Regions from separate parts of the Zea mays genome. Here all the other regions are linked to region 2. A link is a contact called in public Hi-C data. All regions are on one chromosome and are shown on one strand. The core of a region is the stretch at or near the end of the contact, and the rest is flanking DNA. Distances in the headings are between cores, read along the strand shown. Region 1 holds the start of LOC100191188. Region 2 holds the start of LOC100193902. Region 3 has its middle 45 kb from the start of LOC100191188. Region 4 holds the start of LOC100278839.

Region 1 (5,281 bases), core at 2,535-5,034, 210 kb before region 2:
ATGTTGTCTGCATATTCGTTTCAATGTCGTTGGACAAACTGCAATGGTGTTTATAGGCAAGTGTCAGAAGAAGCAGTTCATTCCATAATCTCCTAATCTAAGAAATTCTTCTACAATGATGGCATTATCTTCAGTAATCAGTACTGTGAATGTCACAGCAAATCTAGATTTAACAGAGACTTCGTAACAATACAGTAGGGCTCACCACCAAGGCTCATTGCAGCATCCCTCAGGCTCCCAGAGAAGTATTTGCGAAGAACATCCAGACTAAAGTTCTTTTCAGATGCACTGCGCTTTTTATCTGCAACTCGCATTGAGCTTCTCTGTGGCTGCACATAACAAGGTTTCTCATCAAAAGGGTGCAATAACAAAGGTTCCATATTTTTAAATAAAAAAATGCACGCATCAGATTCTACTAGCATGAAAACTGAATGTAATCCATCTTGAAAAGAATAACAAAGGTTCCATATTTTTAAATAAAAAAATGCACGCATCAGAATCTACTAGCATGAAAATTGAATGTAGTCCATCTTGAAAAGAATTGCAAGTGGTTTAGATACTTATGATTAGGTGTCAAAGAAGTCACATATCTCAACTAACAATTTTGAATGACTAGATAGAATGATAGCGCAGCACCTTGTCAGGTTCTCTGTCTCCTTGTTTGTCACCCAAAGATAGATCCTGGAGTGCAGATTCTGTGATTGGCTGGTCATCATGTGAGGAACTTTCAGAGTTACCAGTTGGTAAACAAGTTCCACTAGTCTTCTCAAACATTGCTGCAGTAGCACTAACATTTTCAATCTCTGCCTCAGAGACTGTTCGCAAGCTTTTGCATATTCTTTGCATTGTGCTGGAAAGGTTGTTTAATAACATCTGCTGCTCTCCACAGCCCTTGCAGTTGACTGGGAGAAAGAATTCTAGTATGTAGTCATCGTAACTGGTGTACGTACTCCTCAGCCGTATGGCTACAGCAGCGTGCAGACCAAACTTACGAGCATGGTGTGCAAGCGGGTAGTCTTCGATACTGTACTCTCTTATATCAGGTGAGAAGAATGGCAGATTCGATTTAAGGGCTCGGCCTGCAATACCCTGCCCCTTCTCAAGATGACGATCAGCACATGCATGAAGAAACCCCTGCATCTTTGCATCATTAACATAGCAAGCTGATTCATGGATACGAAGTGCTGCTTTTCCTGGTTGCGGATCTATCCCAATATTCTTTCCAACACAAAAACCATTAGCGATGCCATTTGATGTAGGGACCCATGTAAGGGCCAAAGGAAGCATGTGTGCATGACAAATAGCTCTTAGAACATCCAATATCTCAGTAAAAGCAGATTTCTGATTTTCAGAGTAAACCTGCAAATGTAAAAGATAATGTATGCATTGATCATCAGTAGGTAAAAAGTAAATACAAGACCAAGAGAGATCTCAGATGGAGCATGTTAGAAGTGAAGATTGACACCTTCTGATTGCTGCGATCTGTTGTTGTCTGCAAGTTCACAGCCTACAGAAGAGCAATGGATAAGTATCAAATATATGGATTGCTTATATACAACTGAACAAAATTTTGACAGAAGTGATTGCTTATATACTCTTCGTCCCAAAATATAAGGAATTCAGCTTTTATCCCAAGTCAAACTATCCTAAGTTTGACAAAGTTCATAGGAAAGAACAACAAAATTTACAATATTATATTCATATGAAATATAAGTTCATAGTCACTTCTTGGATGTGGTATATGTTAATACTCCTCCCTATCAATTTGGTCAAACTTAGGGTAGTTTAGCTTGGAACAAAACAAAAAATCCATATATTTTGGCATGGATGGAGTTAAAAATAATAATAGTGACAAATGAAGAAAAGTCAGGATGTGAGTAAATGTTATTTAAAAATACCAGAGCTGCTTGCAGTACTTATGAGTACTTCAACTTAACATTAAGCACTGATGTCACTAAATAAATATCCCAAGTCTAAACAAGTTAGAACTTGCCTGCAAGGCATCGCAAACAATGTCCATCTCTGCATCAAAATTAGGTTTCTCCTTGTTTGTGACAAGTTCAAGAACTGCACAACAAGAGCCCTTGCTGGGATCGTAAACTGGCATAGCAAGTGACCCTTGTATTTCATGAAGAAGAGCATGCTCCATTCTCAAATACTCTGGCTTACTGTAATAGATAACACTTGACGTCCACTCTGGCACCCCGGATATGAAGACCCTCCCTGGAAGCCCTAGGTGCAGACCAGGCTCCTCCTTAACTGAAAACAGGAAATTTCTAGAAACTTCTCTGTAACCTGCAAGATCCTGGTCAAGTAAATAGGGCTGCTCAGATGTACTCAACACGACACGACCATTGTGCTCAACAGGCATCCAGACTTGGGCAAGAACACCATCACTCAATGACTTCCTGAACAAAGATAGCGCCATGAGCATCCTGTCTGCAAGAGCGTTGCCAACAGACCTCGGAATGATGCTACTCCCTTGCTGTGAGCCATTACTTGGAAGAACAAGCCCATCTGACTCTTTTAGCCCTCTGTCGACTCCAGTTGGACTCGATGCTGCTGCTGAGTTGAACCTTTGAGCAAGTGACGATGTCCCGTCCACAGGCCCAGGAAAGGTGTCAAACGACATGTCTTCTCTCACAGCTGAAGCACGCGGAGATGAGCCCAAGGATGACCACATGGCAACCATCTGTTGCGCAGCGGAGGGATCATTCAGCAGGGAGAATATGTGATCAGCAACTGATGGGCTGCAGAGCTCCGAGTATCCATCAAAGCTCGTCATGGCAGCAACACCAAAGGGATCATCAAAAGATTGCATGGGGCTGCCGATGTTACTGTTGCAGCCGGCACGGTTGGGAGGCGTAGGCACATCCATGGCTTTGCTCCACTCGTCGAGGCAAGGATCCTTATCCACACCTAGTACGCCGAAATGGATTTGGAGCACTGTATTGAGCTACAGACAGGATATAAAGGAGAGCACTGTCTTCTAGCTGAACAGAATCTTTGTTCAAACACAAGAAGCAATTTGATATACTAGCAAAGCAGGAGTATCTGGCTATCTGCACAGGAGACAACTTTTCTTATGCAGAAATGTCCTGTTCATAACGCAGGTAGTAGACAAAAACTCCAAGACCCGTCGATCAGCAATGAACTCCGGAACCCAAAAGGTCAAGCCTTTAGAGGAAAGTTCGGCAAAGGTAATTGCTTAAAGCGGCTTCACAGTTCCTCAAAATTCAACTTTGGCACTAGAAAGACTGTACGGCAGGCAAGTTCGGCGCCAACGGCGATGAACCTGCAAGCTAGAAGCCTCTTTCGACAGGCTGAAATTAAGCACCAATTGGATCAAAAGAAAGCCAAATTCACACCAGCACACACCTCCCGGCCCCTAGAACACAGAAACTCCGAGCACAGCCTTGAAGACTGAAACTCCGGCACCAGGCGGAAAGAACGGCGCTGGGACCACCGCTCGCCTTGGCCGAGCCACTAGACCGGCTGGCAGCCTCCAGACTCTCCCAATTCTCGCCTACAAAATTATTGCAACAGGAGTCGAGAGCCGCAGCGGCGTCTCCTCGACTGGGGCCGAGGAGAGGACGGGGAACCGGGAGGGATAAGGATCGCAGATCTGAGGGGAAGACTGGGGAAGGAATCAAAGGCGACTGGGACACCCACCGCCGCCACCGGGGTGGGAGGGACGGCGGGACGGCAGAAGATTCCAGGCCGTGGAAGTCCCAAGGCCAGTGCCCTGTTTCCTAAGTCTGTCCTATTTAAAATATGTGTATATAAAATACTTTTCTGTCAATAGATATATACATATACTCCCTCATCCATCTATATAAGGTTTGTCTTTTTATATTTATCAACTTTGACTAATTATATAAGACAACATAAAAATAAAATTACTAGGTTTATCATGACTTAAACTATTATAATATTTGTTGGTTGAAGTTTAAATAGTTTGATTTATAACAACTTAGAAAGCTAAACTTGTATGAACGCTGGGAACAGTGAAGTTTGAAATATAAATAAGGGAAATTTGGATCCATACCATTAAAAGATCACCACTTTGGATCCATACCATTACTATCTCACTTACATGTGGGTCCATATGAGTTAATGACATGTAGGGTCCATGGTATATATCTAAAGTTTGGATCTTTTAATGGTATAGATCCAATTGTTCCTATAAATAATGGGATATGTCTAGCTCCCCGTAGGCCGCAGCGCAGCCGGATATTCATGCTCCCGCAAAAATCTTCTTTTTTTCATGGATCACCCTGAATTCGGAGTGAAAAAAGAGAGACAACTCCCGGTCCCGGACTTCCGGGGTCGCGGCTCGGGCGGTGAAATCTTCGCATGATCGCTTCCAGGGATTGGTTTATGAGTGCGCGGATTAATTTTGTGATTAGTGTGACTGGCGCCGTGCTAGTGGCCGTTTTTTTTCTCTCTTGGCATCGCAGCAGGGATGACTAAACACACGGTCTCCGTACAGAGTATCCGTGTGATTCCATCCTCTTGCCACTAGCTATTTGTTTTGTTCCTTTACCCCTCTATTAGCAGAGGGCAGAGGAGGCCGGTTTTGAGAAGTTGCGAGTATTCTGCAGCGCTTTCAGAATCAACGGAGTGCCACATGAGATAAAGATTTTTCTAGGAGCGAAAGATAGAACACTTCAGCGTTGAAAAGAGCATTGAGAAGCTCGGACGTCTCGTGCAATTTCGACGGGCTAATAAAGTCTTGGTGCGTGCCCAGAGAAGCAAGCGAAACGCTTGGCTGCAATTTGCCTGCCTGCCACTGGCGCGCGGTGCGTTCCGCGGTCCGCACGCCACTCCGCGGCTGCCACTGTGAGGTCGACGTCGCGGCGGGCGTTTCGGCCGGTGACGGCCGCCTGGGCTCGCACTCTGGGCAGGCAGAGATCCCCCTAGTCCCCCACTGCTACGTGCACGTGCTACCAGAAGATTAGCGGCATTAATTAGTATCTCCCTGGGTTATTAGCTCGCTGACAACAAAAGGCAAGATGAACAGGGGATACCCGTGAGCCACGGACAAAACGCGCTCAGATTCTGCCGGCCCACCCCGTAGATCTCATCGTCTACTCTCCCCTCGCGTTCGCACGCTCCAGTCTCCACACGACACTGACAGACCTGAGTACTACCTGACACCTGCGCGCGGGGGTGCTCTAGCTCCAGCACCCTTGGGGCGTGATGCTATCGGCAGGGGTTATTTCTAAATATTCCCTTATATGTGTTGGACACTGTCACACAGCTGAACTAACAGATGAAC
Region 2 (5,433 bases), core at 1,974-4,473:
TCAGCCGGTGCAGATATGTAATATTCCATAATCTTTTCGAGAGAGAGAGAGAGAAGGTATACAGTATTCATGTGATTGGATGTTTTGACGTGTGTAGCCAAGTTCCCATGAGATTGTTTTACTAGGTAATATCAATTTCTACGTATAAATGGATGCTGGCAAATAAGTTTAGATTATGTCGGTGTGTGCGTGCAAATATGACTAGATGCAGCGAATCAAACATAGGTCCAGCCATAGTAAATATATATGGAGAGCCATAATCAAACATATGATTATATCAGTATTCATATGCGGGAAACCAAACACAAACACATGGTATATACATAAGAAACGAGAGCAACCAAACATATGGCCGTTGGTCTTTGAACAACGTTAGCTGCTCAGCTGGTTCCGCGACCTGTTTATGCCGGTGCCGTGGCGGAAATCGTTTCTAATCAACACATGTTTCAGCTTGTGACGAGGCATGTTCTGTTCATCTACGTTTCTCGAGAAGCAACCCTGACCGCCGCCGCCGCCGCCGGATACCCGGCCCGGGCGCCGGGCGGTCGTGTCGATTTCGTTTCTCTCCCACACGCATACTAATTACACGAGACCAACGCAAGTAGCGTACGTAGGCGAGTTCACTGGTCTAGCAGAGCGCAAAACAACTGCGTAGGCAGGCAGCGGCGCGGCACATAAGGGCATGTACAGTGGAGAGACACCAAAACGGTTCTCTAAGCACAAGAGACAACTAAGAGACTCTATTATACAATGGAGTGTCTATAAATGTAGTCTACTAATAAATACATAATTAAATGCATTTGTACAGCAGCAGATCGATAGAACAGACGATAAATTCGTACAGTAGGAAGTGAGGCGTCTGTTACTACTTGGTTTACGAGCCAGAGGCGTCTCTTCACGGAGAGACGACTCTAAGATTTTTTTGCAAATACACCCCTTAAACACCTTAAGAGCCTCCATATTAAACGCCACTGTACATGCCCTAAAAAGATCTCTTTCAGACAGCGACTCGCCAGGACAGGAGGCGGTGGAAGCGCGTGGACCCCGCCCACCAGTCCAGTCCAGTCCTTGGCGTTCGCCCGCGCGCGAAAGCCGTCGTGTGGACTCGTGCATGGCGCGCGCTCGGATGAGCTGGAGGCAGAGGAAAGGGAAAACGATTCGCGACGCGGTCGCCGTCGCCGTGGAGGCGCGCCAGCCGTGGCGCGGATCGGGACAGGCGGGGCCGCACGCAGACGCAGCCGGCAGCCCCCGTTCGGTGCTTGAAATCCCTGCAGCAGCAAGTGAGCCGAGAGGCGAGAGCGCGCGCGCTGTTGGCTGGCTGTCAAGTGTCAGCTAGCTAGTGCAGTAGTCGTCTCGTGCCATGAACGGCGACGCAGGGGACGGCCGGACGTCGCCGTTGGGGTCACTGTTGGATCATGTGAGGTGAACCGGGAGGCGCCGAAAGAGATTGAGATGGGGTGGAATGGAATCTGCGGTGCTCAAACAGGCAATTCACTCAAATTAAAGACATGGAGGTCCTGAGTGGGTTAAACTGTCGGCCACAGCAACTACTGATCCGGAAAAAGCGAAAAGGTCGATACATACTTGTACTAGCACGCACGCACGCATGCGTGCAACTAGCCAACTACTGATCCAGGCCGTCAAGACAAGCGCGGCTCGTACTCGTACGTAACGTAAACCAGTTATTAACTGATCATCGTCGACAAGTTTGTTTGTACAAATAAAACTGCCCAGTCTAGAAGTTCGTACTCAGATGGGAAGAAAAAAAGGGCTGACCCATTCGACCGTAGACTCACGTGCATGGGCACAGCCGCAGAGCAGAACATCACTAGGTTATTAGGTATATAATACTAACTCGGTTTGTCCTTGTTCAAGATTCTTGGCGTATTTCTGCAGTGGTTTTCTTTATCAAAGTTGAGTTGTGCACGTAGGTAGTAGAGACATGCGGCCGGGCGATCCTTCCCAGAGGCAGCTAGAGCCCAGGCGATGTCCTACGCGCGCGCGGCGCATACGTGCCGCAGCTGTGGCACAAGCGACACGCGACCACCTACCCGCGCAGCCCAGGCCCCGCCCCACGTATCATTCCGAATCCTCCTTTGTCCACGCCCGGGCGCGCGCCCCGCTGCACGGTAGTAGTAGGCCGCAGCCGCAGCCGCACGCACCGACGCACGGGCACGGCCCGTGTTCCCGCCCGCCCGCCGCGGAAAAGTCGCCTTCTTCCCGTGCCAGAGCATGAACGCACAAGGCACCAGGGCAGGCAGGCAGGCAGCAGCCTTTTCACGCGGCACGGCACGGCACGCCACGCCACCATGCATTGCGTGCGCAGACGGAACGGAGCCGAGGCCGGCCCCGCCCCGCCCCGCCCGCCAGCCCGACGACATCGATCGGCCGAAACGCAAGTACTCCTAGTCTACAAGAGATGAAGAGAGTAGTAAAACCCTCGGGTTGTCGCCGTCCGGTCCGGTCCCGCCTCGTCGCACGCCCTGCCGCTGTGCTGCTGTGGCCTGTGGGCAGCGCATCTGGCGTCACCTCCTGTCCTCGTCTCGCCGATCCCTCTGTCGCTCTCGCCGCCCCCTCCCTCCCACTCTCTGTCTCCACCCTCTGGATATTAGCTGTCACCGAGGCCGATGCGGCCGGGAAAAAAAAAAACAAAAGGGAACGGAAAAGGAGCCACGCAAGGAAAAAGAAAAAGGCAATTCCTAGCCACGGATGGAATGGAAGCGCTAGGCGCACTGACGTCGGGACACACCATACAGCATACAGGGAGGGAGAAGAGATCGGCATGGCATGCCATGCCATGCACGCCACGCTCGTCTCGTCTCGTCTCGTCCCGTCCTCGCCAGAGTTGCTGTCACGCCGGAACCGGTAGCAGTTGGTGTGCACAGCATCTCCTTTCCCCCTTGCTTGTCCCTACGCACCCCAGTAGCTAGCTAGCTAGCCCGTCCGGGAGGTGCACCTAACGATTTCGTGATGAGGAACGGGAACCCCATCGGTCTGCTTTGCGTCGTTTAAGCGCATATAGAGATAGAGTGCAGATAGTTTACTTGCCTTTGAAAAACTCGAGTAAATCTATCCATCCATCCATCTATCTATCTATCTGCGGGTTGCAGCACACACACACCCAGACCCAGGTTGGGAACGCAGACTCGCAATAGCTAGCAACTATTCTCCTCTTCTTCTGTATATAAACGGCGAGCGAGGGCCCTCCGTCTTCCCTGATCCCAAATGTGCCCGGCCCGGTCCCTCTCCACTGCACTGCGCTGCGCCCATCCATCCTTAAACCCTCCTGCGCGCGTAGGCCTCGTCTTGTCCTTCCCCAGCACAACCTCTCCTCCTCCTTCGCCAGGTGCCTCTTCGTTCTCCTCTCCGGGCTATCAGGACGAAATAACTGGCCGCGCTGCACGCCGGCCGCCTCGAGAAGAAGCGCTCGCCCCGCGCGCGCGGCTCCGGGCTACCAGGACGAAATAACTGGCCGCGCTGCACGCCGGCCGCCGCGAGAAGAAGCGCTCGCCCCGCGCGCTCTGCCGCTGGTTCGGCCGTGCCATCCCGACGAGGTTCCCCCAGCTGTGCCCGCTCGATCTCCTTCCGCGCGCACGCGCACGCAGTGGTCCGTCGCCGCTGATTGATCCTGGTAAGAGCCTCTCCCTTTCAGCTTTAATTAACCCTTATCTCTCCACACACATATATAGCTGTGTTCTTATACATGCTCGTAGCTAGATACTCCTCGACGACCAGCTTGTACGTGCTGCTGCGGTGCGGTATCATCGATCGGGTAGGTTAGTTAGCCATGGCGACGGCCTTTAATTAATTGATTTCTTTGCCCGGCCGGTCTTTCAGACAAACAGGGGCTTCTTTCTTCGCTCAACCGCAAGTGATCTATCTATGCGTCAACCTCTCTGCCTTCCTGCCATGTTCATGATCCTTTGTTTCTTCTCTTCTATCTTCCATCGACAAACAAGCACACACCGACACACGCTGACACGCATAAAGAAAGAGAGAGATAGTCCAGAGAGTAGGCAGCATCCAGCCCAGCCATGGCGTGTGCATGTAAGAGATGACGCGGCGCAGCGCGCGTACGTGTCCGGACGCGCGGGCGGGCGGGCAGGCAGGCAGGCGGCGAGCGGGTCTCTCTCGGCTGGCTCCCGTGTCCTTTCCGCACACAGCTGGCTCCCGGGTGGCTACGGCGGATATCGGCCTACGTCGGCGACCGGATTTAATTAGACGCGCGATTAGTCTCTCTCTCACTCTCTATCTCTCTGGTAGGACGACGAGCGCACTGAATGCCTCCCACTCTTGGTTTAAAGGCTGCCGGTACTCGTGATCTCGCGTCCATTTATTTCTCTTTTTCTCTTGTTGTACTCGCTTCATTGAAGCAAGCAGATGCTTGCAGAGGACTAGTAAAGGAGGCGTCTCTGTAGTAAAGGAGGAATTAGGCGATGGCAAAATACCGCCGGGGGGGGAAGGGGGGGTAGCTTAGATTTGATGCTCGGAACTGCAAACAACCCGGTGCTACTTGACAAATTCGTCAGTCAGTATGATCACGAATGGTTCTCTGCTGCCAGCGTGCGTCGTCCAAAGGGGACAAAGCTATCCCTTTTGTCCGCTTTTACTTCCCAGAGCTTGTCTGTCTGTTGGTTCCACAACCATATTTGTTCTCTCCAATAAAGAGCACCAAGTTTGTTAGAAATATATACTACAACGTGAACTGTACACTCGGTAGTATGGATGGACGATCCGTGAACGAACGAACCCACCCATAAGGGTTCAGAACCTTCTTCAAGGAAGAAAAAAAGAAGAAGAAGATAGAAGGGAAATGATGCCAGTTGCCAGGGGCGTTCATCTATGTAAACGTCCGTTCCAGTAGCTCAGGCCCAGCCCTAATGATCCTGTCTGCCTACTAGCCTAGCTGCTTCCAACTTTCAAATGTCTGTAGTACATATACGTACAGTCCAAACCTGTAGTAGCACCACAGTAGTAGTAGTACGCAGTCAGTGGGGCGCGCCGCCTGCTTTGTCTGAAGCTCTCAATCAAAGCCCCCCCCTGGAATGACGCCCAAATGGAAGAACGCTAGCTAGCTAGCTAGGCTAGGGCAGTTGCACCAGCAGCGTCGCTAGCCGCTAGCCTAGCCTGACCGACAGCTGGCGCCTGCCTGTTGTCTTCCGCATGCGCCAGAGGCCAGAGGATAGATGCATGGGGCCCCGCCGCCTCCTAACTGGACTCTGCTGTGTGATGACGAGAATAAATACGCGTTTGTTAATTAGTCACTGATCATAATAATAATAAAGCTCCTATAATGTGTCCTTACATGCATCTGTTTTCTAATGCCGACGGATAAGGATCACCTTAGTTTTTTTTTTTGCTCTGACCAATCATTCAATCCTGCAATTGTTTTAAAAGCCTGACTGGGAACGAAGATAAGGTCCTCGAGCTCTC
Region 3 (5,234 bases), core at 2,193-4,692, 160 kb before region 2:
TTTAAAAAGACAAAATATATAGTTTTGATATTATCTTTTTGAATAATGTATAGAGTTTGTTATCATAATATTATCTCGCTTATCACAGAACGAGATCGATAAATGGTGTGATATATTTTAAGTTTCGTTTTCATATGCATAAAGGTTTAATTCACTTGTATAAAAAAGTTCTTCTTTTTATATTTATGTATATCAGTGTTTATTTTAGTTATACAATTGCTAGTTTAGTTTAATTATTTATATTATTTTGTTTTAATAAATATATACCTCTAACTTATCACTATGCTTTGTTTTTTAGCTAAATATTATAGAGAACACTATGCAAAAGCTAGGGAGGTGAGTTTGGAGGAGATAGAGTTCGTGTATTTGAAATGTCATATACGTGAGGATGTAAAGTCATTTTTATATTAAATTGTTAACTGCTAATGTTGATATAATGAATTTTGTTGTAAAATTTCACTTTTAATATATTTGGTTAGTGCTAACAAACAAAATTTTATTGTGACAATTATTTACTATTATTGATGTTCATTATGTGTTTCGTTGTTCGAGAAAGTTATGTGTTTTATTTGAGTTAGGAACACATCCTATCATCTATGTCACCCAAAAGTGGTTGAGCTATATGCCAAGTCTTCCTATATATATAGAGTAGGGAACAAAACTTAAAGTTAAGGACATTCACGTCACTACTTTAATTTCTAGCTGTCCAACGACACTTGTTCGTAGCTGCCACCGAAAATATCTCACCTAGCATGAGCACTAGAAGCTTCAATGTTCCCAACCTAGGTAGAGGAGGAGCTAGAGGGCAGTCCGTGTGGGCCACGAACCACCCTAGCTCCAAGCATATTAAACTATATGTATTAGATATAAAAAATTATTACTCATAAAGAGCAACTTTGTTTGATTTATTTGATGTGTCAACAAATGTAACACCCTAAATTTGGGGGTATACTTTTTTTTCTAGTATCTACCAAATTCAGGTGTTACCTCTCTTCTCCTCTCTATAGTTTCCTTTTTCTCTTCCTTTTAGTGGAGGTTTGGTTAATTTATTTAGAGATGCATTAATACTTTAGTAGGTTAAACCCTAGTGGGGACATAAATTGTTGCATGATGCTGAGCTTAAAATTTGGTCCTTGTTTGATGCATATACTTGAATTATTCAAAATTGAATTTGTGGCTTGGTTGAATTTGAATTCAAAAGAGAAAATAAAAAGAAAAAGAGAATAGAAATTCGGAATAAAAGAAAAACCAAAAGCAACCCTGGAACCCCCTCCCATCAGCCTTTCGGCCCATTAGGCTCAACTCCCCGCAGCACCGTGCGTCTGCTTTCCCTCGCTCAGTGCCTGGTGGGCCCGCCCTTTCGGCCCCAACTCCCTCACCCGTGCGCTCGCTCTCTGCCACCGGGTCCCACCTGTCGGTGCTTCCCCGCTTGCCCGTTGCGCGCGCCAACGCCGACCTGCTGACACCGTGGCCCCACCTGGCAGACCTACCCCTTCCTCCAAACGCCCGTCCACATGAGCCACGTGCACGCACACCGAGATGGCCGTGACCACGTCGCATCCCCCGCACGAAACCGTCGCCCCAGCCCCCTTTGAAGTCACTGCGCACACCCACTTCCCTCCCGGCCTCATTTCTTTCGTCTTAGCGCACCCACCCTTAGTTGCCATTAAGATAGTGCGCTCCTGTAAGGGGTGCCAATTTTACGCAAAGCAAATGCACCTACCAGCTCAGGCCCTACAGACAATTCCAATCACTTGGCCTTTTGTTGTATGGGGTTTAGACCTCGTCGGTCCTCTACAAAAGGCGTCTGGGGGCTTCACGCACCTGTTGGTCACCATCGACAAATTTTCCAAGTAGATCGAGGTCCACCCACTCACCAACATCAAGTCCGAGTAGGCGATGGCTTTCTTCACAGATATCATCCATCGCGGCCATGACACACAGTTCACAAGAAAGAAGTTCCTGAGTTTCTGTAGTGACCACCACACCATGTAGACTGGTCAGCCGTGGCTCATTCGAGGACAAATGGGCAAGTAGAACGTGCTAATGGCATGATTATACAAGGCCTCAAGCCAAGAATCTTCAACGAGCTAAGCAAGTTCGGCACACGATGGCTTAACGAACTCCCCTCTATGATTTGGAGTTTGCGGACAACCCCGTGTAACACTCAAAAATCACATTTGGATGAATTAAAGAGTTCTCTAAAAGAATTTGAAATAAAATGACTTATATAAATGTTTTTCTTCCTTTATAAAACATAGCTCTTTAATTTAAATAAATAATAATAAATAGTAAATGTGGAATTTTGGAAGAACCTTTAAATTTACATTCAAAAGAGTATTTCTTAATGATGTGTGTACTTCACATTTGAAATATATATTTCTAAATATGAGAATAAAATAATCTTTATAAATATAACTTGCATTCATGTTGGGGTTTTTATTTGAGCACTTAAAAATGTTGTAATATTGAACTCTAATTAAATTTAAACTGAAATTTGAATTTGAGTATGAGTTAAAATTGGGAAAACAAAATAGAGAAGAAAATACAAAACAGAAAAAGAGAAAAAGAAAACAAACCTCGGTTTGGGCCCAATCTCCACAGTGGCCCACGAAACCCCTTATCGCGCGGCCCAGCACACCTGCGCTACTTGGCCCATTTCTTTGGCGTGAACGGTCACTGACGTAGTGGGGCCCAATGTGTGCGTGGGCACCATGGGAGACACTGGGTTGTGGGTCAGGCTGGTCAGCCGGGCGTCTTCCTCCCTCAACGACTGCTCCCGTGAAGTTCGCCGCCGCGTGGAGTCCGAGCTGGCCCACTAATGACGATCCCCTGGCGGCTATAAAACGTGGCACAGAGGCCATGCCTTCCCTTGTCTTTCATGCACCAAAGGTCAGCGCCAAAACCGCGGGGGGGGGGGGGGGGGGGGGGGGGGTGCGTATGCGTCGGTGCACAGGAGTCAGAAATCTGCGACACTTACGGGCGGACGGTGCCTGAGTTCGAGCTGAAAGCTTGCACAGAACCAGAGTGAAGTCGTCCACGATACTTATGGGCGGAGTCGGCGTCTCTCACCCACCGAATTGCTCACCGGAGCAAAACTTGGCTGGGACCCTCCCTCTGCGTGAACCGGCTTCTCCACGTCACCAACGCCGGTGAGAACTCATCTGGGTCGTTTGCGCTTCCCTTCTTCTCGTATAGCACCACTTAGATTCGAGTTTGGGGCACCAGGGCACCAGGGCACTTGCTTGCGTTTCTCCGGCGAGGGAGTCGCTGCGCGGGCTTTGCGCGCCGCCGTGGCGAGCGGAGGGAGGTTTAGCGATGCACACCTGCCGTTGGATGTGTGTCGAGCGGCAGAGAATAAATCGTGGGGCTTAACGACCTTGACTGTTGATCTATCATCTAACCCGCGACGGCCGAAATTAGACCACTTGTGTACCGATTGGGGTTGCATATCTGAGCCGTCGATCTCGAATCCCGGGGCCGTAGTCACGTACCGCTTTATAATCTATCTCTAGCCGTCAGATCAAGATCTAATGGATCTCTTGCACCCGTACCCTTTCGGCGCCGCAAGTTTGCTAATGAGCCCCTGGAAATTTAGGAAATCAACTCATCGTTCGGTCAGGTGTAGAATAATTGCGGTTGTGCCTTGGAATTTTAGGAAACAACCCATGTGCTCTTGTATTTTTAGATCCACATGCCCGGGTTTTTAATAGACCGAATAGAGTAATATATAAAATAATTTCTGGTGTAGAAATAAATCTAGAATCTTGATTTATTCATAAATAATTTATTTTAACTCCAAATTGATCCATTCCGGTTGTATTAAATTCATAATAATATTGTTTATCATCTGGTAACCTTAGTTTGTTATGAAACCTAGATTAAAAATTATGCACTTAGTTTCTTTTATATCCAACACTTAAAGTTTCAGAAAAATCATAACTCTTTAACCGTAACTCCGAATTTAGTGGTTCTCGAACCTAGGTTCTCGTTACGATGCGTAGATCATCATTATGCAGTTTGTTCTTATGTTTGGTGTGATGTTAATTTTGCCTATACCATGTTTGTTTGTATTGCTATGAATAGCAGCGAAGTTACGAGTCACTTGAAAACCAAGTTGGTACCTGAAAATCTTGAGTGTAAGGCAAGTTGTGCCCTTGATCACTTCTCTCTACCTAATAATGTTCATGTTAATTACTATGACATGCTCAGGTTAATTTGATGGGACCTAATAGGCTTCCCTAGCATTGTTTATTCCACACCTTGCAGACAAATGAACTATTGGATTGATTTGCTGTTGCTCTACCTGGTTTTGGGAAATTTATGTTTTATTATGATCATGTTCCAATTATGTTGTTGTCTTAATTATTGTTCATGATAAGATCATCATGTTAATTGGAACATGGAGAACCACCCGGGAAAACAGTGCTACCACAAGGGTGGTATGGGACGCCCTTGGCCGACTAATTAGGAAAGCTAGTGGATGACTACCTTACCCGAAAGGGGCAAGGGCGGTAGAGGAGCTGCGTATAGGGAGGTTCTCGAGTCGATCATGCTGCGATGGCTTTTCACACGAGGGATTCCTATATTGCCCTTCTCAGAAACCGTAGCGGGTTTTCTAAAGCTAGTGGAACTTTATAAAGGCCTCGTGGTGGATCCCTAGCCATTCACCTCAGAAGTGTCTAAGGGTCTTGCAAACTCTGGCTAGACGGGATACACGATTTGTGGGTAAAGATGCGCAACCTCTGCGAAGTGTAAAACCGATACATCAACCGTGCTCACGATCATGAGCAGCTCGGACAGTCGCATGATTAAATTATGGAACTAAAACTTAATTTGTCATATGTATTGCATTGTGGGTGTTGTTATTAATTTGATCTCTTATTTATTTGGGCTGTGTTGGTCACTTGTTCTCAAATGCTATAGATCAAGAACAAGACAACACAATTGTTAATTATTATGGACCTTCGTCTTCCGAAGCATTATCCCCACATGGTTATAATGCTCATCAGACGAATGTTAAGGACATACCTTCATCATTTAATATGTCAATGGAAATGCAAAAGGATGAAAACAGTAACTGCATCTCATTAATTCATACATATTTGCATTTCATAAAACATGTATGAACATTAACAATATTAATATTACATTGATACCTTCGGCTTGCTCGAAGGTGTAGACACGTGAGAGGGTTACAATTCAGCGTGAACAATACGATGTTACTGTTCATC
Region 4 (6,019 bases), core at 3,499-5,998, 240 kb before region 2:
ACCCGTTTACCCATTGGGTGAAGATTTTTGCCCAATAACAGACCCACGGGTAGAATATTTAGCCCACATACATACCCTAATGGAGTAAATACCCATCGGGTATCGGGTCGCGGGTACCCATTGCCATCTCTATCCAAAAGACCAAAATAGAGCAGGAAATGGGGGCGTCGGCCCAAACTCCCATAGCCTATATATGTAGTAATGTAGGCAGGAGGATCGGATGCCATGAGAAGACCAGGTATAGTATCGGCCCAGACAAGGAGTTTGGGGGTGATCTGGGCCTGGTCCTGGGCCTGATCCTCTCTCTATTCGACCCACAAGGTAACATTACAAAAGTCCTCTCTCTTTTTTTTCTAAACAAAAAAAGGGGTGGAAGGACTGATAGTCCGATATACCATGTAGGAGTAGAATGCTACTACATATAAATATAAATTTTTGTTTTTTTTCTGGCAGGAGCTATAGGGATTGTTAATTGTTGCTATGACTAGCCCAAGGTTAGTAGTTTATTTGATAGTGGCACGCTAACACAGTGTAATCAGAAGATGCTTTTGCGTATTCTGATAACACAGTCTAACACCCTCGTTCGTCTCACACGCTTATTTAACACAGCATTGTCTTGTAGCACGACCTTTCTCTAGTGGCTGGCCTGGCCCTGGCCCTGGCCCTGGCCGCCGCAACTGCCAACCGAGATTTTGTCGAGCAGCGGGTGCAGGACGCCCTGATTCCGGGCTCGATCAAAATTAAGGAGGTGTTTGGTTACACCCCGCTAAAATTTAGCCTCTATCTCATCGAATGTTTGAACCTCCGTTCCGGATATTAAATGTAGTCGGATTATAAAACTAATTTGTCAGCCGAAGTTTAAAAAACGAGACGAATCTAGTCCAGTTGGTTGGATCTATATTTCATACTCCTATTTAAAAGTCAAACGCTTGATATGACTCGAGCTAAACTTTAGCAGCCCTCTAAGCCCACGGGCGGCCGCGGAGTGCGATCCTGCGCCTACTACCACAGTACCACGCCACGCATTGTGATTCCCAAAAGCCAAAAGGTGCAGTCTCCGGAGGGGGGAGCCCACTCGAGCTCGAGGTGACGCAGGTCAGGTTGGACGGCAAAGGTTGTGGGCCATGTCGGTGAGGCGGTCTCGATCCATGGCACAGTGCCACAGTGACAGTTTTCTGCTGCCTGCTGCCTGCTGCCCATCAGAGAATCAGAGCGTGCTTCTTTCGCTTTTCCAGCCCAAAAGACGACGGGGGACATCGATCAGCCTTGAACGCCTACTTGTTTTTTTTTTTAAAAAAAGATTAGCCGGTAGGACTATTATCTGCATGAAGATTGACGAACACCGATGTTGGGTACATATCGTTTCCAGAACAAACCCTGCACATCCGCACTACAGGAAAACGACCAGTTTCCAACGGCCTGCACTGTTTCCGACGGTTCCTAGGGTACCGTCGGAAATAGGACTATTTCCGACGGCCAACAGCCAGCCGTCGGAAATAAGGAGAGTCTCTAACGTCCGTTACCCCGCGCACGCACGCACACAACGCACACGCACCCACGCGTCCGCCACCGCACGCACAGCGCGCCGCCGCAGCCCGCACATCGCGCCGCCGCAGCCCGGGGGGCTCGCCAGAGCCGCCGCCGGTCGGGGGGCTCGCCGGCGCCAGCAGAGTACTGGGCTGCTCAATTTGCACGACAGCAGGAGATGATGCAGGTAATTAGATCCTCGTGAGCCTCTACTATAATTGGAGCACATATTTTCTAATATATCCTCGTAACATAGCTTTCAATTTTTTTCAGCAAATAGCACTAGGGCAACGTCCAGATTTTTCAGCGATGACTATGCCACCTCCTCCACCTATCCCGCAGTTTGTACCGACTCCACAATTTAGTTGGCCCACACCTGCACCTCAGGTTATATTACTTGACTTTTTCTTTTGACGTTGCATAACAAGAATTTAACTACTAACACATTTTTTTGAATGTTGTAGGTCCCTCCAGGAAACTTGCTAACTCCGGGAAATGAGGACTCTGAAGATGCGGTCGCTTCTTTTGTGGACGGTCTTCTAAACAGTGGAGGAGCTAGCGGATCAAATCAACCACATCCATTTGATCAACCTCCTCCATTTGAGTAGCCTGTCTGCTTGTGTGTTTCTCGTACTATGGACTTGTGAACTTGTGGTATTGGGAACTTGTGTTATTGTGAACTTGTGAACATTGTGAATTTGTGAACATTGTGAACTTGTGCTTTAACTTGTGAACTTGTGTTATTGTGTGTTTCATGTGGTATTGTATGTGATTCTGGATGAAAACTGGATATTATGTGCAGATTGAATTTGTGTGATTGTTTGTAAAACAAAAAGCAGGCAAATTCTGTTTCTCTGTTTTTTAATTACTTCCGACGGCCGCTTATTTCCGACGGGGCCGTCGGAACTAAGCTGTGACGGCGTCAGGCGCCGGCGGCCGGCCGTCTGCGGGGCCCACCTCGCTTTATTTCCGACGGCGCCACCCTGGCCGTCGGAAATAAGTTTACTTCCGACGGCCCCGTCGGAAACGCTGACACTTCCGACTGGGTATCCGCTACGGCGTTACTTCCGACGGGACCCGTCTTAAGCCTACTTCCGACGGTTCAGGACTTATTTCCGACGGTTTAGGCCGTCGGAAACTGGGCATTTTCCTGTAGTGCCGTGAGTCCGTCTTCGCTCTTGTTGCCCGGGGACGCGCTCTAGTGGGCACTGTTCCGTGACGTCCGCCGCTGAAGAATACAGTCATACAGTGAGGCTCTGCCATGGACATGGACGCATGCATGGATGGTGCAAACTGCAGAGATAAGCCCCGGAGATGTATACATTCTGACGACGCCTGTCATTCTGTCAAGGCCTCAGTGGTCACCTTGCGTTCGGAGGAAATGGCACTACGCTATAAAGTTGCGTTGCCGTGTGAGGGCGGACGGGAGCATGGGCCGTGCAGATGCGAGCTCTGCGTGGAATGGAATGGAACGAAGAGCGTCGCGTACACCATGCCGTTTGCCAACATGCGTTCAGCGCTGGTGCGTGAACGGGGCCATGAAGGCTGTGACGGGATGTTCGTTTGATTTGGGTCGACCGTTCGCTCCTTAACTGTGCCACTGCGTACACGCACGCACAGCCGCACTGCGCTGCCGTACCGTACCCCCAACGCCAACGGACCATCTCGGCCGGCTCACACCGGCCGCGTCGCGCATTTACCACCTCTCCAAGGCCACTAGAAGGCCCAGGATCCCCTCACTGGCTTGTGGGCTCGTATGCTTGAGCCTCTGGTCGGCTCGCGGCTAGCCGTTACGCCGGTTGCTGGCCGCTCATTTACTCCGCCGATCGTCTGGTGCCGGCGTGCCGCACGGCGAGATGGCAGTCATGGCACCGAGGCCCCGTCGGGGATCCGCGGACGGGACCAACCGCTGCCCCGGCGGCCGGCGCCCGCAACCCGGGCCGCCACTCGCCAGAGAACGAAACGAAGCGGTCGGCGGCGGCAGGCGGCTTGCCAGAGACGGGACAACAAGAGGCTAGTACAGTTCTGTTAAAAAAAACTGGGCGATTCTCCTCCTTCTCCCAGTCGCATCGCAGCGCACGACAGCAGCAGCAGAAGAGGAAAACGACAGAGGAAAAAACAGAGGCGACGGCGAGCCGATCGAGAGCACACAGGACAGGGGGAAAAAAAGCTCCGCAGTCAGTCCTACGCTACAGCAGCAGCTGCCACGCGATTGTCCGTTCCCCTCCCAGTTCCAGGCGCTGCTTCCTCCTCCTCGGCCTCCGCCTCCGACTCCGCCAGCGCCATCCGGCGGAGTGGGCTGGGGCCGAGGCGCCGGCGCTTGGAGGCCGCGGCGTGGCGCCGCCGGACGACCTCCATCTCGTTGCGCCGCCGCGTGGCCTCCTCGTCCACCACGAACCGCCGCATCAGGACGTCGTCCGTCAGCGACTTGCCGCGGAACACGCGCCGCGCGCCCTCACCGCCTCTGCTCCCCGCGGGGAGAGGAGGCAGCGGCGGCGGCGCCGACGCCGGCGCCACCAGCGGGCTCACGCCGGTGCCGGCGCCGCACCCGGACGCTGACGCCGACGACGCGCGCGGGTAGCTGTAGCTCCGGCGCGGCGCGGCGCCGTCGGCCGGGAAGCAGTAGAGCGACTCGCTGTTGTACGAGGAGATGGGCGCGCACAGGCACACCCGCGTGAACGACGCCGCCACGTTCAGCGACGAGGACTTGCGCAGCCTCCCCCCCGGTGGCGCCGCGCCCTTGTTGCCCGAGGCGGCGGCTGTCACCCCCGACGCCGCCGCGGCCTTCGTCGTTGGAGGCGCCGCCGGCTGCTGCTTCCAGACCAGGAGGAGCACCTCCACCGCGCGCTGGTACCACCGGGACTTCTTGGACGACGACAGCCCGCCACCTGACGATCTCGCGCCGCCGTCTTTTCTGCATGCACGGCGCAGGGCATCTGTCACGTCAGTCGATACGAAATTCTCGTCGCGAGCGGTGGTGACGACCACGGCGGCGTGCAGCGCGGGCCGGGAATGTACCTTGGCTGCTGCGTGTTCTTTGCCATTTTTTGCATCAAGAGGGAGTGGAGAAACATCTCCGGGCTGCCGCGGACCAGTGGGCGTTGGGATCAGAGACAGGAACCAGGATCGGGCTGAGAGGAGACGTGAGGTCACGTCAGGATGTCACTACATTCCCTCGTCCCTGTGGGGATAAGTCAAGTGAGCTTCCACGGCATGGACATGAAGGATCGAGGAGGCACTGGGAGAGTTAGTTAAAGGAGGGGGAGTCCGGACTCTGGAACGTGGAGCCTTGATCGACAGGAGGAGGGCAGTTTGGTCATGTTGCTCTCCATGAACACAGGGTGTCAAAACGCGAATAAGGCTGCGTGCATGACCCTGACCCAACAAGGAGGCTTTTTTGGGGACCCTTGGAAAGCTGGATCATGCGAGCATCGAAGAGAACAAGTACTGTGTACTGCCTGCGCGTTTACGTACGTGATGCATACCCCGCTGATATATGGTTCATGAGTTGGCAGTGTATAACGCTTGATGGGTGTAACATACATGACAGTAGAACTGTAGTAGAAGGCGTATGGGCGAGAAGACACACTTGCAGACTTGCAGTCTTGTCACTCATCATTGCACTGCATAGTCACATTTGGAGACGTAATAAAGTTACTATGGCTATATAGCACGTGGTGGGTGTTTTGAGGACTTCCAGTCCAGTGTCCGATCTCTCCTCAGCATCACTTGTAAATTTGAGACTAGAATAGAAAGCGCCCTATCGGGCGCTCTGTCGGCGTGAATTAATTTATCTGAAATCAGATTTCAAAATAAAGTGTTTGTGCCTTGAAAAAAAAACTCAAACATTCAGCCAACGAAGATCAATATACAAAGTAGTAGCAACTAACTTGTTGGTATACTTACAGAAATACTTGGTTCAGATCTTTTTTTGGTGGTAACAAACGAAGGCACTGCATGTCTGCATATATGTCATTCCTCGTTAGACTTCTGCTGCTTATGTTGCTTCATGGGATCCTATCGGTATCAACTTCGTTCAATTAGGCGCCAACAATAGCGTTCTGCAGTGAGACGAGCCGAGAAGCCTTGCTGGAACTGAAGGCCATCCTAGGCTAGCTATCGAGCAGGTTGTCCTCTTAGAACAGTAGTGGTAGCCTATGCCTCTGGCCAGGTGTGACAAGCAGCTGCAGGCACGGGGGCACGATCTCAGCGCTTGATCTCAGCTCTGTCGGCCTGTGGGCACCATACCTGCGTCCAGGAGCAACTTGACATTCCTGACGAGCCTCAACCCTATCATGTGGTACATTGACAATTAAATAATCTGCAGCAATATTTCGAAAGCCCAACACTGTTACCACTGTGGCACCAGCAAAAACAGAAGAATGTAAAAGACCTTAATATTTCAAGTGAATTCCGAGTACCTGCAATGCATTATTGCCATCGATTGCATGTAGTTGCTTCCTTCATCTATCTTCAACTTCCTATCCTTTAG

The links. Hi-C and Micro-C count contacts between places; a contact is called where the count stands out from the background.
Region 1: a contact with region 2 is called in a Hi-C map of leaf, with 4 times the contacts expected there. The contact joins the promoter of LOC100191188 here to the promoter of LOC100193902 in region 2. A contact is called at or near these places in 5 of 25 Hi-C or Micro-C datasets (bundle sheath, ear, leaf and 2 more).
Region 3: a Hi-C map of leaf shows a contact between it and region 2, with 2.1 times the contacts expected there. The contact joins the enhancer-like site here to the promoter of LOC100193902 in region 2. A contact is called at or near these places in 3 of 25 Hi-C or Micro-C datasets (ear, endosperm and leaf).
Region 4: a Hi-C map of leaf shows a contact between it and region 2, with 3 times the contacts expected there. The contact joins the promoter of LOC100278839 here to the promoter of LOC100193902 in region 2.

The regions. Positions count from the first base shown.
Region 1 is chr10:130,086,838-130,092,118 of Zm-B73-REFERENCE-NAM-5.0, reverse strand. It overlaps LOC100191188, which reads right to left and starts at 3,784. Exons shown (of 5, transcript NM_001358370.1): 1 at 1,994-3,784; 2 at 1,466-1,507; 3 at 637-1,359; 4 at 206-329; 5 at 1-38. The coding sequence starts at 2,878.
Region 2 is chr10:129,877,526-129,882,958 of Zm-B73-REFERENCE-NAM-5.0, reverse strand. LOC100193902 reads left to right here and starts at 3,223. Exons shown (of 6, transcript NM_001308371.1): 1 at 3,223-3,631.
Region 3 is chr10:130,040,904-130,046,137 of Zm-B73-REFERENCE-NAM-5.0, reverse strand. No RefSeq gene overlaps it. Among protein-coding and RNA genes, the nearest start is that of LOC100191188, 45 kb to the left of the region's middle. Within about 2 kb of position 3,442, at least 17 of the 20 cell types and tissues checked have an H3K27ac peak or open chromatin away from gene starts, as enhancers often do. A contact at or near this core is called in ear and leaf, where this site is marked.
Region 4 is chr10:130,121,937-130,127,955 of Zm-B73-REFERENCE-NAM-5.0, reverse strand. It overlaps LOC100278839, which reads right to left and starts at 4,748. Exons shown (of 2, transcript NM_001372490.1): 1 at 4,546-4,748; 2 at 3,531-4,441. The coding sequence starts at 4,601. The coding sequence ends at 3,712. It overlaps LOC109943136 (cyclin-dependent kinase 12), which reads left to right and starts at 1,675. Exons shown (of 3, transcript XM_020545987.3): 1 at 1,675-1,714; 2 at 1,801-1,914; 3 at 1,992-2,253. The coding sequence starts at 1,706. The coding sequence ends at 2,135.